Linked DNA regions of Mus musculus: region 2 is linked to region 1. The links are chromatin contacts, called in public promoter capture Hi-C maps. All regions are on one chromosome and are shown on one strand. Each heading gives the region's core, a stretch centred on a gene start, on an enhancer-like site or on the middle of the called end of the contact. The rest is flanking DNA. Distances are from core to core; before and after follow the strand shown.

Region 1 (7,082 bases), core at 810-3,309:
CTGCCTTTTTGAGACAGGGCCTTTCTATATAGTCCAGGCTGCTCTTCAGCTCTAAGTAGCTAGTTCAAGGCTCTTCCTCTGCCCAAGTGATTGGATCATTATACTCTACTTTTAAAATATAGGTATGTAGGTTCCAGGTGATAACTTCCATATTAAATCTTTTTTAAAGATTTATTTATTATTATATGTAAGTACACTGTAGCTGTCTTCAGACACCCCAGAAGAGGGCATCAGATCTCATTACAGATGGTTGTTGCTGGTATTTGAACTCAGGACCTTCAGAAGGGCAGTCAGTGCTCTTAACCGCTGAGCCATCTCTCCAGCCCTTTATTAAAATCTTAATAGCTACTTTAAACTTGAATGTGGAGACATGCTTTGTGGCACATACTTTGGGAAGTGAAGGCAAGAAAACTAGGAGAGAGAGAGAGAGAAAGGGAGAGAGAGAGAGAGAGAGAGAGAGAGAGAGAGAGAGAAAGGATGAGTGTGATAAAATTTGTTTATTCAGACAACAAGCAATGTGGCATAACATACTATACCAAATAAAATGTAGGCAGAAATAGTAGAGAATATTGTGATTATTGTCAAAGACACACATTTTAAGAAAATGATTTTTGGGCATGGTTTCAGGCCAAAAGAAGACCATTTGAACCCTCATTCAGCATCTTAAGTTATTAATTTACTGACTAATCAGCTTAGGGCAGTGGATGGAACTCAGCCTCTGGTACAGCAGGCAAGGTCTTTGCTACCCACTGAGCTCCATTCTCTTGTCAACATTTTAGGTGTGTGATCTTGGTAGTTTTGAACTTTGGCTTTTTCATCTATGATGTAACCTAACAAAACAAAGCAAAACAAAAACTTTTCCCGTCTCCATGTTTGAGGTGTCTGTACAAAATTTTAATTATCTTTAATAATATTGATTTATTTGAACTAATTAGTATAAAGGGCAATTCTTCTTGATGACCTTTTTATATAGAATCTCATGTTAACATACTGGCCTCTAACTTACTCTATATTGGAGGGTGACCTTGAATTTCTGATTCACCTTCCCCACCTGAGAGACTGGTCACCAATTTTGGATTATACAGTGCTGAGGATAGAACATACTAGGCAAGCATTTGATCAACCGGAGAAGAGAAAATGGGATGGCCTAGTGGTTATGGGCATTTGCTGTTCTCTCTCCCAAGATTGGGTTCAGTTTCCAGCTCCTACATGGTAGCTCACAAACATCTGTAGCTCTAGTTCCATGGGATCATGGGATCAGATGGCCCCTATGACCTCTACAGGCACCAGACACACGTCAGGGCACATACTAACATGAAGGCAAAATATGCTTGCACATAAAGTAAAAATAAAATAGTAAAATTATATATTTAAAAAACAGATGTTAGTTTACAATATTGTTCAAACCTAGTCTAAAAACTGTGGTAGCTTGAAGTGTTGTAGCATCCTAGATTAAAGGGTCATGTCTGTATTTTGGAACCCCTCTGGTGGCAAAACAAATAAACAGTGAAATCTGCGCTCAACATTCCATATATAATTTTAATATCTGCACTTTCAATATTCCATATAATTTAAACACTGAATGCACACACTTTGTGCAGCCATCGACTAGCCACATAATAGATGATTATTTCCGGAGTAAATTTTTCCACGGTTATCTTCACTTATTCGTCCTACCAATGTCACTTTTTTGTTTTAAACAGGTCTTTATTAAATCAAACCCATTCAAAGAGAAAAGCGAAGACGACGAAACTCTCCCAAACCTGTCGTCTTTTAGATTCGGTTTGAATCTCTGTGTTCCTGGCACAATGGAGTACGCTCTCTGTTACCGCAGGGGTCAGATCTCAATCGGTTGACTTCAGAACAACAGCTGTTGACCAGTGCCCGCCGCAAAAGAGCGCGCATAGAGCATCCCCTAGCAACGTTTATGGCGGTGTTGCTGGGAGTTGTAGTTTGCATGTGTCCGAGGCGCCTGCGCGCAAGCTCACACGGACTGTAGGAACTACATTTCCCAGGAGTCACTGGACCAGAGTTGGGCGGGGCCGGTCCAGGAGGCGGGGCTCTGGCTGCAGCGATGGTTGTGGCGGCTCATTCGTAAATGCCGGGCCAGCTAAGTGGTGACTATCGCTGGTCGGAGCGGTCTGAACAGCTGTTTCTTCGAAGAACGGTAACTGATGGGCGGAAGGAGCGGAGAAGCCCGTCCGCCGCCCGGTTCCTGAGAGGCCAGCTTGGGCTTTGGGGCTGGCATGGCGCGGAGGGCTTGGCGCCCGCGGGCGGCGGTGGTTCCGGGGCTTAAGCCCGCTTTGTTCTTCCGAGCACCCGGGGGATCGGTCCTCAAGGGGGTCGGCCGGGGTGCGTGTTTCTGTTCCGGGCGACACGCTCGCCGGGCCGGGTGCAGTGGCGCCGCTTGCAGTCTTTCAGGAGGCCTTATCTCGGCTTCTCCAAAAGCTTTGTTGCTTTCAAGAAGAGTTGTGTTTCAGGGGAGGCGGACCTGTCAGCTGAAAGTTTTCAGGGTCTGAATTGTCTCCTCGTATCTTCCTCAATCAAGGTCTGAATTGTCTCCTCGTAACTTCCTCCTTCTCCAGTGCAGATAATTTATGTTTTGAACAGAAAGATGTCAAAGCTTTCAATTAGTCGATTTTTTTTTAAAGGCAGCTTTACGTACAATTAACTTACGGTAATGACTACAACTTCATAAGCAGGTGGTGTTGTACCTCAGATTTTAATATCTGAGTTTACATAACATACTGTCCTAGACAGTCTATTATTTGTAGTTTACCTAGGCCTTCGTATAAGTAATAAAAAACAAATTTAGGGGAAAATTTTTGGCGTTCTTTAGACAAGGGCTTGTTATGTAGCCCAAGCTAGCCTTCCACCTCAAACACTGTATTATAGGTGTGTATCATCAATACCCAACTGTGAATCAGTATTTCAATACTTAAAACTGGCAGTACGTATAGTTTTAGGACCACAGTAATGGACTTGTAGCAAAGGTATGGAAGTTTTAGTGCTTTTTAAAAAAAGGTGTGTGTGTGTGTGTGTGTGTGTGTGTGTGTGTGTGTGTGTGAAGACGATGTTAAGATGCTGCCCTAAACCATTATTACACTTTGCTCAGTCTAACAGGGAATTGTTGACGATTTTCACATTACAGAGTGACTTTCTTTGCAGCTTGTTTACTGTCTAAATTAAGATTTATTTAGTTTTAAGATTACCTTTTACAAATATTGTTGTGTACATGATATGTGTTGGATTTCATGCATGTTCTGCATGTGTGGAGGGCAGGGGACAACTTTGTAGAGTCAGTGTCTCCTTTCACCTTTATGTGGGTTCCGGGACCAGCTCTGATCGCCAGGCGTGTACAGTTTGCACTTTACCCACTGTGAGCCATCTCTCCAGCTCTGGGTTTTCTTGCTTTTGTTTTGTTTTAAAGACAGTCTCTCACTTTACACTCACACTGTCTTTGGGACTTGCTATGTATCCAGACCGGCCTCACCCCTGTGATGACCAGCTTCCTTCCTCAGTGCTGGCATTATGCTTGTGAGACCCCATGTTTGATTTAAACATTTTTTTTTTTTTTTTTACTAAGGATGTTGAAATTTAACCAAGGTTAACTGAAAACTCCCTTCCTTGCCTTTACAGGTAGGTTCCTAATGTAAAAACAATTAGGATTATCTTTCTTACAACAGATTACAAGGAAATTACTATTCAGGAATTAACAGTTACTGGATAGCTAGTTAATGCGTGCTACTCTTTTTTGTTTTTTTGTTTTTGTTTTTCGAGACAGGGTTTCTCTGTGTAGCCCTGGCTGTCCTAGAACTCACTTTGTAGACCAGGCTGGCTTCGAACTCAGAAATCCACCTGCCTCTGCCTCCCAAGTCCTGGGATTAAAGATGTGTGCCACCACGCCCTGCGCGTGCTACTCTTAAGTGTATGATGCAGTGTATATACTCCCTGCAGGCTGGAGCCCTTTCTCAGTAAGAACCAGCCCCTATCTTTCTAGGTGCTCTAGTTTGGCTCTCCTTGTTATGGTAGAAAACAACTAACTGAAAACAACTTGGAGTTTATTTCAGCTTACATGTTGTGGCCTATCATCCAGAGAAGCCAGGGCAGGAGCTTGAGGCAGGAACTGATGCAGAAACCATGGCAGAGTAATGCTTGCTAGCTTGCTTCATGGTTTGCTTTCTTATATGACCCAACCCACCTGCTTATGAGAGGCATCGCCCACAGTGGCTGGGCCCTCCCACACTAGTCATTAATCAAAAAAAATGCCCCCAACAGCATGCCTAAGGAAAGCAACTTGATGGCCAGTCTGATGGAGGCAATTCCTCAGGTGAGGTCCCATTATCTTCAGTGACAAGAACTAACCCCCACACTGGGTATCTGCCATTCTCAACTTTATAATTCCATTTTTCTCCGCTTCGCTAGTTTACTTTATGCTTGTGCACCATTTGTGTGCCCAGTGCCCTCCGTGAGCAGGGGAAGGTGTTGAATCCCCAGCAGCTGGAGTTCTGGATGGCTTTGAGGCACTGTGTTGGTTCTGAGACTTAACTCAGATCCTCTGTAAGAGCAGTAAATGCTCTTAACCACTGAGCCATCTCTCCAGCCCGTCTACATTTCCTATACTACATTTGCTCTTGCTCTGTACTTTGTGGTTCATGGTATGTCTTGCATCACTTCCTTAAGGTTTTAATTGTGTAAATGTAATGAATGTATGCCACACGGGTGCAGGTGCTGGCAGAGGTCAGAGGTGGGCATCATGTTCCCTGGAGTTACAGGTGGTTGTGAACTGTTTCACGTGGGTGCCAAGAACACAACTTGGGTTTTATGGAAGAGTAGGTAGAACTCTTAAGCACTGAGCCATCTTTCCAGCTCCTTATGGGTTTCTTTTTTGAGATGGTCTCACTCTGTAGTGCAGCTAGCCTGGAATTAGCAGTGTAATCCAGGTTGGTCTGGACCTCATGGTAGTCTGCTTGTCTCAGTTTCTGAAGTGCTGGAGCTATAGGTGTGGGCTACTGTACTTGGCTTGCTTATTTATTTTAATTTAGGTACTGAATCCAGGGCCTCACATATGGTAAACATCAGAAAGCCACATCTTGAGGTGGGGGCTTACACTGTATCTCAGGCTGGCCTGGAACTCCCTTTGCCTTGGTCTCTTCAGGGCTGGCATAACAGGTGTGGGTCACAGCACCTGGCTTCTTTCCCTTCATTGCAAGTGTGAGCTTGTCCCTATATAACAGAGGTACACAATGCCTAGAGGCAAAATCGCTAGATCAAGGCTTTTGTGCATTTTATGGTTTGGATAGTTAACTGCCTTACTCTGCAAAATATGTTATATTTCTAAGGACAGCTTAATAAAATAATTTCTGCTTTTTTTCATATTAAATATTAGCAGTCTTTAGTCTTTGCCAACCCAGTGGATAGGGACAAAAAAAAAGGTATATTGTTATTCTTTTTTCAGTGGCATGAGAGTGAACATATTTTGGTGTATCTGTTTCCTTTTTTATCTATTTTTCTGTTTATGTCTTTTGTATATTCTTATATGCCACTTGGAAAGCTAGATACATGTTTATTTACCTTTGTGTTTTTCTGTGTGTGTTGTGTATGTGTGTGTATGTATGTGTGGTGTGTGGTGTGTGTGTGTGTGTGTGAGATGTGTGTGGTGTTTGTGGTGTGTGGTGTGTGTGTGTGTGTGTGTGTGTGTGTGTGTGTGTGTGAGTGATTAAACCTATGTCCACAAGAAGCCCTAGGCTCCCAGGCTGCTGTTCACCTCTTCCACTCTACCCTCTTACTCTCTCATTTGCCTTATACTCTAATACCCAGCTCTCTCCACCTCCTAAGCATCTACAAAGCCAACGCATCTGCGGTCTCCTACCAGCCTCCTGTGTCTCCTCCTTCCTTTGTATATTCCTTGGATTTCCTGAGGACAGTTAGTGAGCATAGATTTGATAAAAATGAAGTCTGCAGTTGCATTTAAAGGCATCGTGAGCATCCTTCCCTGTGGATCTAGATCCTCTGGATGCAGTTCTGTGGGAAGAGTGTTTATTTAACACTTGAGGTGAGGCCCTGTAGTTAATCCTTACTCCCCAAACGTGTGTTGTCCCCAGTTTTCTCATTTCGGTGAATGGCAACTCTGTTCTCACAGTATCTCAGCCAGAACAGTTTAAGAACGAACTACAGGAGAGGAGCCTAGAGAGCTCAGGAAGTGGGAGGAAGTGGGAGGAAGTGGGAGGAAGTGGGAGGAAGACGTAACGGAAGCAGTGGCTCACAGAGGCCTTATGAGATTCGAAGCTTGAGTGCTCCCCCTCCCCTCTCCCAAACTTCACCTTATTTCTCTCCCCTCCCACACATAATTATTTTAGTTAATCATGTGGGGATGTCATACAGTGCACCCCGGTCACCTTTGCTTCCCATTGTTCCCAGGCCCACTTTCCCACCCTTGTGCTACCTCCTCCCCACCAAAAAGAAAAGTAAACCAACTCCAGTGTCCCAGGGTCATGGTCAGACTTCTGTGGCCAGTCACTGAGTCCTTCCCCACCCCCATCAGGAGCCATAGACTGTGGCCACTGAGTCCTTCCCCACCCCCTATCAGTGAGTCCTTCCCCACCCCCCATCAGGAGCCATAGACTGCGGCCACTGAGTCCTTCCCCACCCCCTATCAATGAGTCCTTCCCCACCCCCCATCAGGAGCCATAGACTGTGGCCACTGAGTCCTTCCCCACCCCATCAGTGAGTCCTTCCCCACCCCCCATCAGGAGCCATGGACTGTGGCCACTGAGTTCTTCCCCACCCCCTATCAGTGAGTCCTTCCCCACACCCCATCAGGAGCCATAGACTGCGGCCACTGAGTCCTTCCCCACACCCTATCAGAAGCCATGGACTGTGGCCACTGAGTCCTTCCCCACCCCCCATCAGTGAGTCCTTCCCCACACCCCATCAGGAGCCATAGACTGTGGCCACTGAGTCCTTCCCCACCCCATCAGGAGCCACAGACTGTGGCAGCTACACTATCATCCTTATCACAGGTTTTGAGGAAGGACTCTGTTAGTAGCTTCCTGTCACAGAAGCCTTTAGTGCCTCTCACT
Region 2 (7,082 bases), core at 2,277-4,776, 260 kb before region 1:
TTAAAGTTTTAATTCCCCACAACTAGACCTGAGATTTTAATGGCGGTGGAGCCTGCTATGCCTGCCCCCACCCACAGGGGAATAAGAAGAGGGATAACTCAGCTCTTGGGGAAGCCCAGAATCAAGATTTAATCAGGCCCTGCTCTCTTCTCTATCACAGACAAACATCTGTGATATGATGTACACAAAATGCAAAGGAGTAGGGTCTCTGTCAATGCAAACAATTCAGATATACAACTGATTAAACTCTTAGAGCAAGCAAACCAGGTAGTCTCTGGGGTCTGGAAATACACTCACTGTCATTTCTGGGGTTAACCTGCTGGCTATGGCTACAGGAATCTGCACAGGGGGAACTACCTAAGAGATATGTTAGTGACATTAAGCAGGTATTTGTTGTGGTAAATTTCTCCAACCCAAATATACCCCAGCAATGAAAACACAGCACAATTAATGATTACATGCTGTGCACCTAGATTGGGCAAATCTACCACTACATTACCATCTTTCAGAGCTTATGAGACCCCTTAGAACTTGCAGTTTCTCCAGGCCATATGCTTCTGCTCTGCTTTTCTCCTTCTTCCTCCTCCTCCTTGTCCTCTCCCTCTTCCATTTCCTCCTTCTTCTCTCCCTCCCACCTTCCGCTCCACCTTCCCTCTTATCTGCCCAACCATCAGCTCTCCTTTATTTTACAAATTAAGGTGGGAAGCAGGTTTACAGGAAATCACCTGAGTGCTGACTCATTCCTTGTTCACAACCACTCACAGAAGAATGGAATTAATATCGAATATAATTAGCTCCAGTCCTATCCACAACAGGTATCCTTTCCTTGGAGGGCTCCCAGGTTTAGCTTAGGTTGGTCAAATTTACAGTTGTCAGGATTGGAACAGGAGCTTACTGTTTGGTTACTATTAAAAGGAAATAAAACTTGAGACATGTGATTCATGTAATTTATGTCAAATAGCCCAAAGAGTTGTTTGTGAGCTTTGAAACCTGGGGCTGACAACATAGGAGAACAGGCCAGGACATGCCCAGGCATGTTAAGACATTCCTGAGGCTGCTTAGCCATAAAGATAATGACATGCGAGACTGGCCCGGTAGCCTCCTATCTCCCCCCTTCTGACCTAACTTAAATGTTAACAGGCTGCTAATGTAAATGGACCAATCATGTGAAACCTCGCCAATTCCTCCCCCAGCCCCACCCCTTTTCTATAAAACCCCTAGCTTCCAAGCCTCCGGGTCGAAACCACTGTCTCCTGCGTGAGATACATTTTGAACCGGAGCTCCCCCATGTGGTAGACACCTCTGTCTCCTGCGGGAGATATTTGTCGGCCCGGAGCTCCGTCATTAAACTACCTCATGCTTTTACATCAAGATGGTCATCTGTTTGTGATTCTTGGGTGCATGACGAACTAGAATTGAGTGGGGGTTTCCCCACTAGGTTCTTTCACTATCAATCCCAATATAATATAGGGGTTTGAGGTCCAGGCATAGACAGCAGTCCTGACCATGTCCAGTTGAGGATGGTTAAGTGACTGATAGACCATTCTTAGCATTCTGAGGAACTGTCTTCGGTAGGCATAGATTTTTTTTGCAACCTGTTTTTAATAAGGGTTCAAGCTCTCCCCTAGCCAGCAAAGGTAGTGGAAGAGAAAAGTTATTAGGATATGAGGGAAAGTGGATCTGTCCAACAATAGTTCTTTGGGGGCGAGCTCAATCTTCTTTGGCAGCAGTTCAGTCCTGTAGCAAACACCAAATACGATTCAGCAGCTGCAGACCAGTCCTCTAGGCAGGCAGACACCAGGCATGAACCAGCAGCTATAAGTCCAGTCCTCTTCTCAGACACCAGGCATGAACCAGCAGCTGTAGTTCAATCCAGAAGAAACCACAAGGGTTGTCAACCAGCCTGAGGTTTGAAGAGCCACAGGAACATTCACCACCAGTTCTTTGGTGAGTTTTTTCAATGGTGTTGATATAACAAGTTGAGCTCAAAAACACTATGTAAGGGGAACAAATTCATGGGTGTCATTTGTCGTTGGTCCTCCCAGCCGGCCGAGACATGACCAACACAGACACCAAGTCGGGTTCACACAGCAACTTTACTTTGGGCTTTTTCTTTTACAGCTCTCTTCCCCAGCAGCTTCTTTTAGGGCAAGGGCTAAACTACTCCTATTCTACTTCTGGCTTCTACCTAGGGCAAGGGCTAAACAAAACTCACTACTCTCGCCGACTCACCTCCTTCTAGCTCCACCCCACCTCATCCAATCAGAATTCACAAACGCTCCAGGCAGGAGCTTAGGTCGTTCACAGATAGGCTGACAGGTCTGGATCACAAGGAACTGTCCGCCTGGCAGGCAGCCCATGCATGCAGCCTCACTGCGCATGCTCAGGCAAGGCAGTAAACAAGTGGGTTTCACTTCACGGGGCCTGCGGCCACACCCACTTCCCCCCAGTCATTAGGGAAGAATAGTGAGGTAGAGCAAACCAAACCAATGCTCAGTGCTCCTCTGCCACTGTCTATGGGATCATATCATCATGGTTCCTTTCACGTCTGTGCTGTATCAAAACGTCCTTTCACCTATGTCTGCTCCAGGAAAACATTCTTTCACATGTCTGCTTTAGCAAGACATCTTTTCACCTGTGTGCCCCAGAAAAACATCATTTTACACAACTTCCCAAAGAAACTAGAAGTTTCCACTTCAGGGTTCCACTGCTACTTCACTTTTATGCCCTGAGTTACTGAAGGCATTCCTGGACAAACTAGGCTTATCACCTTAGGGGCTCATTTCCCAGAGGTTTCACAGTAGGCAGGTTGGGGCTGATGGGCTGGATGACTCTAAGTGCCAGACTTTTTTGAGAGTAAATTTGTTGTCTGGGTCTGGACCACTGATATATAAGCTGACTCCCCAGGTTTTACTGGTTTTTCAATAAAGACCTTTGGCTTTCTGCCAGGCCCTAACCTTTGTGGGTATGAGATTACATTGCCTGTGGCTGTAAGTCAGTTGTGTTGGTCCTATTTCTTGGACTATGAATGGATCCTAGGAATGAATGTGCCCAGGGAAACGCAGTTTCACAACCCTACTTAGCACAGTGGTATTCTGCTGGCTCCTGGCAGCTTGGGGAGTTGTCAGCTATGCAACCATGGTACTAGATAAGATTAGAGCCCTTTCTCTTCACCTGTGGACCTGCAGATCCAGCAGGGAGTTTCTCCCCTGGAGAAAACAAAGCATCTGTTAGTAGCCTCTGGAAGTAATAGTTGTCAGAAGTCTACCTGGAATGTGTGTTGAGGTGAAGTGGATAGACCGGCTATGTGCTCCCTGACACCCCATCCCACCCCACCCACCCATCCACACACTTCTTAAATTTCAGACCCAGGGTCATGTTGGACAGTAAAACCATGCCAGGAAGCTTGGTAAGGTAGAGCAGGTTGAGATCTGGAGACTCAGTAAGCACACACTTAAGACTTAGGCCACTCCCTGCTGTCTGCCAGATTCCTGGCCTGGAACACATGCCACATTCCTCACATAAGGAAATGTGACTTGTGGTCACATAGGCCCAGAGCAGAATTCTCCAAACTAAGCTGGGCATGGTAGTGCACTCCTTTAATCCCAGCACTCGGGAGGCAGAGGCAAGCAGATTTCTGAGTTCGAGGCCAGCCTGGTCTACAAAGTGAGTTCCAGGACAGCCAGGGCTATACAGAGGAACCCTGTCTTGAAAAACCAAAAATTTTTAAAAAATAAATAAATAAATAAAAAGAATTCTTCAAGCTATTGAGGTACCTAAAGGCCCAGAGGGCTTAGCCAGTAAGCTTCCCTTCCCAGACATTTCTCCCCTCCAAAGGTATTTAAACCCAGGTCCACCCTGAGAAGTGGTTATGCTACAGTATGCACCCATTTTCCACTATGAACATCCAATAAACTGTTTAGAACCATGGACTGTCTCTTTTATTGAGATCCATCATGGGGAGCCATAGAGAAGGCATTTGCCTACAGAGCCACAGCTTAATTCTCCTGTAGGAGGCCTCTCTGAATTTCCAGCCTGTCTGCCAAGCTAATGACAATCACTGATAGGACAAGCCAGAGCTTCTCTTTCCCAGCTCCAGGCTAGACACTGTCCCCAGCCCTCAGGTCCCCACCTTCATTATTGGCTCTTCTGAGATTCCCAGCAGTGCCTCCATGTCCAAGAGTCTGAGAACCCCATGGCTCCAGCTTCATCGCAGGCCCAGGGACCCCAGAACCAGCTCCAGCCTTCCTACATCTCAGACTGTGTTTTCTCACCCCTGGAGTGGTACCTCAGTGCTTCCCTACAGCCTGTCAACCCACCCTGGCAATCAAACTCCCTGAGTTTTGCCTCTGAGTGATCATGCCCTTAGGCAGGCTAAACTTGGACCGACAGGGTCATAGTTTATAAGGGTTTGGGGCCTTTTCTACAGGGAGACAAAGACGACAAAATAAAACCATCATAATCATAGGACCCCTATCAGTCTTATCTTTAGGGAGTTAGAGGACCTGGTCATGACACATCTGTTGTTGTCTTCTGTAGTTTCCTTCCGCTGGGTCTGGTGGATTCATGAGATGACACTGGTGACCTTCACCACTGTGAGGGTGGTGAGGACCACAGGTATGGACCTTTTTTTTTTTTTTTTTTTTTTTTTTTTTTTTTTTTTTGGTATGGATCTTTTTATGTCGCCTCTGAGTCTGAATCTTCTTTATCCATACAAAGCCACCAGGCCAGGACTTGTGGGCAAGTTCATAAAAGGGTAAGGCCACAGACTCTCAAATTGTCTGATAAATAGGCCTCTAGACCTGTTTTGAGGCCTGTAAGGGTTTAAGGAAGGTGTGGGAGGTGTGGTTAGTCATTTCTGCCTTATAAATATCTTTGAGCTTAGAGAAGAGTGAGGGTGTGGTGATCTGAATATATTTGGCCCTTGGGAATTTCTACTATTAGGAGTTGTGGCCTTACTAGAGGAAGTGTGTCACTGTGTAGGTAGGCTTAAGGGCTCCTAGTGCTTAAGCTCTGCCCAGTACAGAAGAGTTCAAGTCTCTTTCTGGTTGCCTTCCAACCAAGATGCAGAATCTCAGTTCCTCCTCCAGCACCAAGTCTGCTTGCATTCAGCATTGCTTCCTGCAGCCCTGCTTCCTATTATGATGATAATGGACTGAAACTTTGAAATTGAAAGCCAGTCTCAACTGTTTGTTGTCCTTTATAAGAGTTGCCTTGATCTTGATGTCTCTACACAGTAATAAAATCCAAACTAAGGCAGAAGCTGGTACCAGGAACCAGCCTCTGTGATAGGCATGACCAGCTGTGATAGGCATGACCAAGTTTTTGTTTGGAGGAATGTGGATTTGGGGACTTTGGATTTGGAAAGCCATGGAATGCTTTAAGTGGGACTTTATCAACCCTCTTAATAGGAATATAGAAAGACATTGGTGCTGAGGGTGATTTGAACACAAGAAATTGTTCTTATAATGTTTGATGAAGAATAGTACTTTTTGCCCTTGTCTGAGGAGTCTACCTGAGGTTAAAGTTAAGAAAATCAGATTAATTACATTGACAAAGGAAGTCTCACAAAAGCTCAACATAGACTTTGTCCTCTGGTTGACTCTCATGAAGAGCATTTTAATCAAGCATAGCAAGCTTAGTAAGAAAAAAAATACAGACTGTGTGGTTCAAGTATTAAAGGGGAGCCAGAGTGTGGAATGTGGTGGTTTGAATGTGCTTGGCCCATCAGAAGTGCTACTATTAGGAGGTATGTCCTTGCTGAAAGAAGTATGTTACTGTGTAGGCAGGCTATAAGGACTCCTAGTGTTCAAGCTCCTCCCAATGCAAAAGAATCAGCATCTTCTTGGCTGCCTTCAGATCAAGATGTAGAACTCTCAGTTCCTCCTCCACCACCATGTCTGCCTGCACAATGCCACATTTCCCACCTGTCTCAAACTCTGCAGTATATAGGTACAACATATTTTCCAATTAACATTTAGGATCTTTGTTAGATTTGGGGAGATGTTGGCATTAATATGGAGCCATTGTCAGACACCAGGCAGAGAGGGGTCTAGGAATCAACACTTGAAGGAGTTTCTTGGTGACCACGAGGCTATCTCTCTTCAGGTATCATAGGCTTCTACCTATTCAGAGAAGGCGTTTATGAAACTAACAAATAGAGCCAAGAACTGTGGGATTGATTTTTGTAAAGTCCACTTCCCAATAGTCTCTGGTGTGGTTCCTCAGGCATGGATTTTGTCTGGGTCTTTTCTTTCTCCTTTGGGGTTTACTTTTATAGAAGTGATATGTCCAGCACAATGTTTTTGACAAGATTATCTACAGGGATATAATATCTGGGCCTGAGTAGCTTGGCAGTTTTGAATGTCCCCAGATGGTTGGCCTGCCTGGTAGAGTTTGATTACCATCTATCTCCCTGTAGAGGCAGAGAGTACAAGTCTCCCACCCAGCAAGAACCACTGCCCATTTGTCTGTTATTTGGCATCTTTTCTGTTTGCCTATGGTTTCTTCCTATGTGCAGGTTGGCACTAGAGCAACCTTTAGGTAACCAAGATCTGAAGAGGCTCCTCTGGTTCCAGGGCCTCATTCTGGATGGCCAGGTCTATGCCTTGTTCCCTTGGGCCTCTGGAGATTTTTCTTTTTAATGCCCTTTTTAGAGGACAATGGCTACCTCTTTTGGCAGTCATATGGCCTCTAGTAAGGCCAGAAATTGTTTGTTTTTAATTTTCCTTTCCACCTGAAGTAAGGAGTTCCTTCTCCCTATAAAGGGTCTGATAGACATGGGTTGTGGCAAATACATACAGTCTGTATAAATAGTGATGGCTTTTCCCATCCCCCAGCAAAGTACCTGGGTTAAGACCAGGAACTGATCCCTTTGGCGTTGAAGTCCCTCAGCTGAGAGACTGGGCTCACATTTGTAGAGGTAATATTTTGTACAATGTATGGAAGTTTCACCTGTCAATAAAAAAGTCTTTGGCCAATGAGCTGAGGCAGGATTTGAAGACAGGACATCCAGTAGAGAGAGATTAGATTTCTGGGATAGAGACAGGCATTGGAAAAAATTTGCCTTGAGACAGAGAAAA

The links. Promoter capture Hi-C pulls out the DNA fragments that hold promoters and counts their contacts.
Region 2: a promoter capture Hi-C map of the C10 cell line shows a contact between it and region 1. The contact joins the enhancer-like site here to the promoter of Cenpj in region 1. A contact is called at or near these places in 4 of 39 promoter capture datasets (the C10 cell line, cranial neural crest, hematopoietic stem and progenitor cells and 1 more), 1 of 115 datasets of contacts at active chromatin or transcription factors (acute myeloid leukemia) and 2 of 9 other capture datasets (adipose tissue and liver).

The regions. Positions count from the first base shown.
Region 1 is chr14:56,566,823-56,573,904 of GRCm38.p6, reverse strand. It overlaps Cenpj (centromere protein J), which reads left to right and starts at 2,059. Exons shown (of 17, transcript NM_001014996.2): 1 at 2,059-2,167.
Region 2 is chr14:56,828,750-56,835,831 of GRCm38.p6, reverse strand. No RefSeq gene overlaps it. Among named protein-coding and RNA genes, the nearest start is that of 2410022M11Rik, 20 kb to the right of the region's middle. Within about 2 kb of position 3,526, at least 27 of the 459 cell types and tissues checked have an H3K27ac peak or open chromatin away from gene starts, as enhancers often do.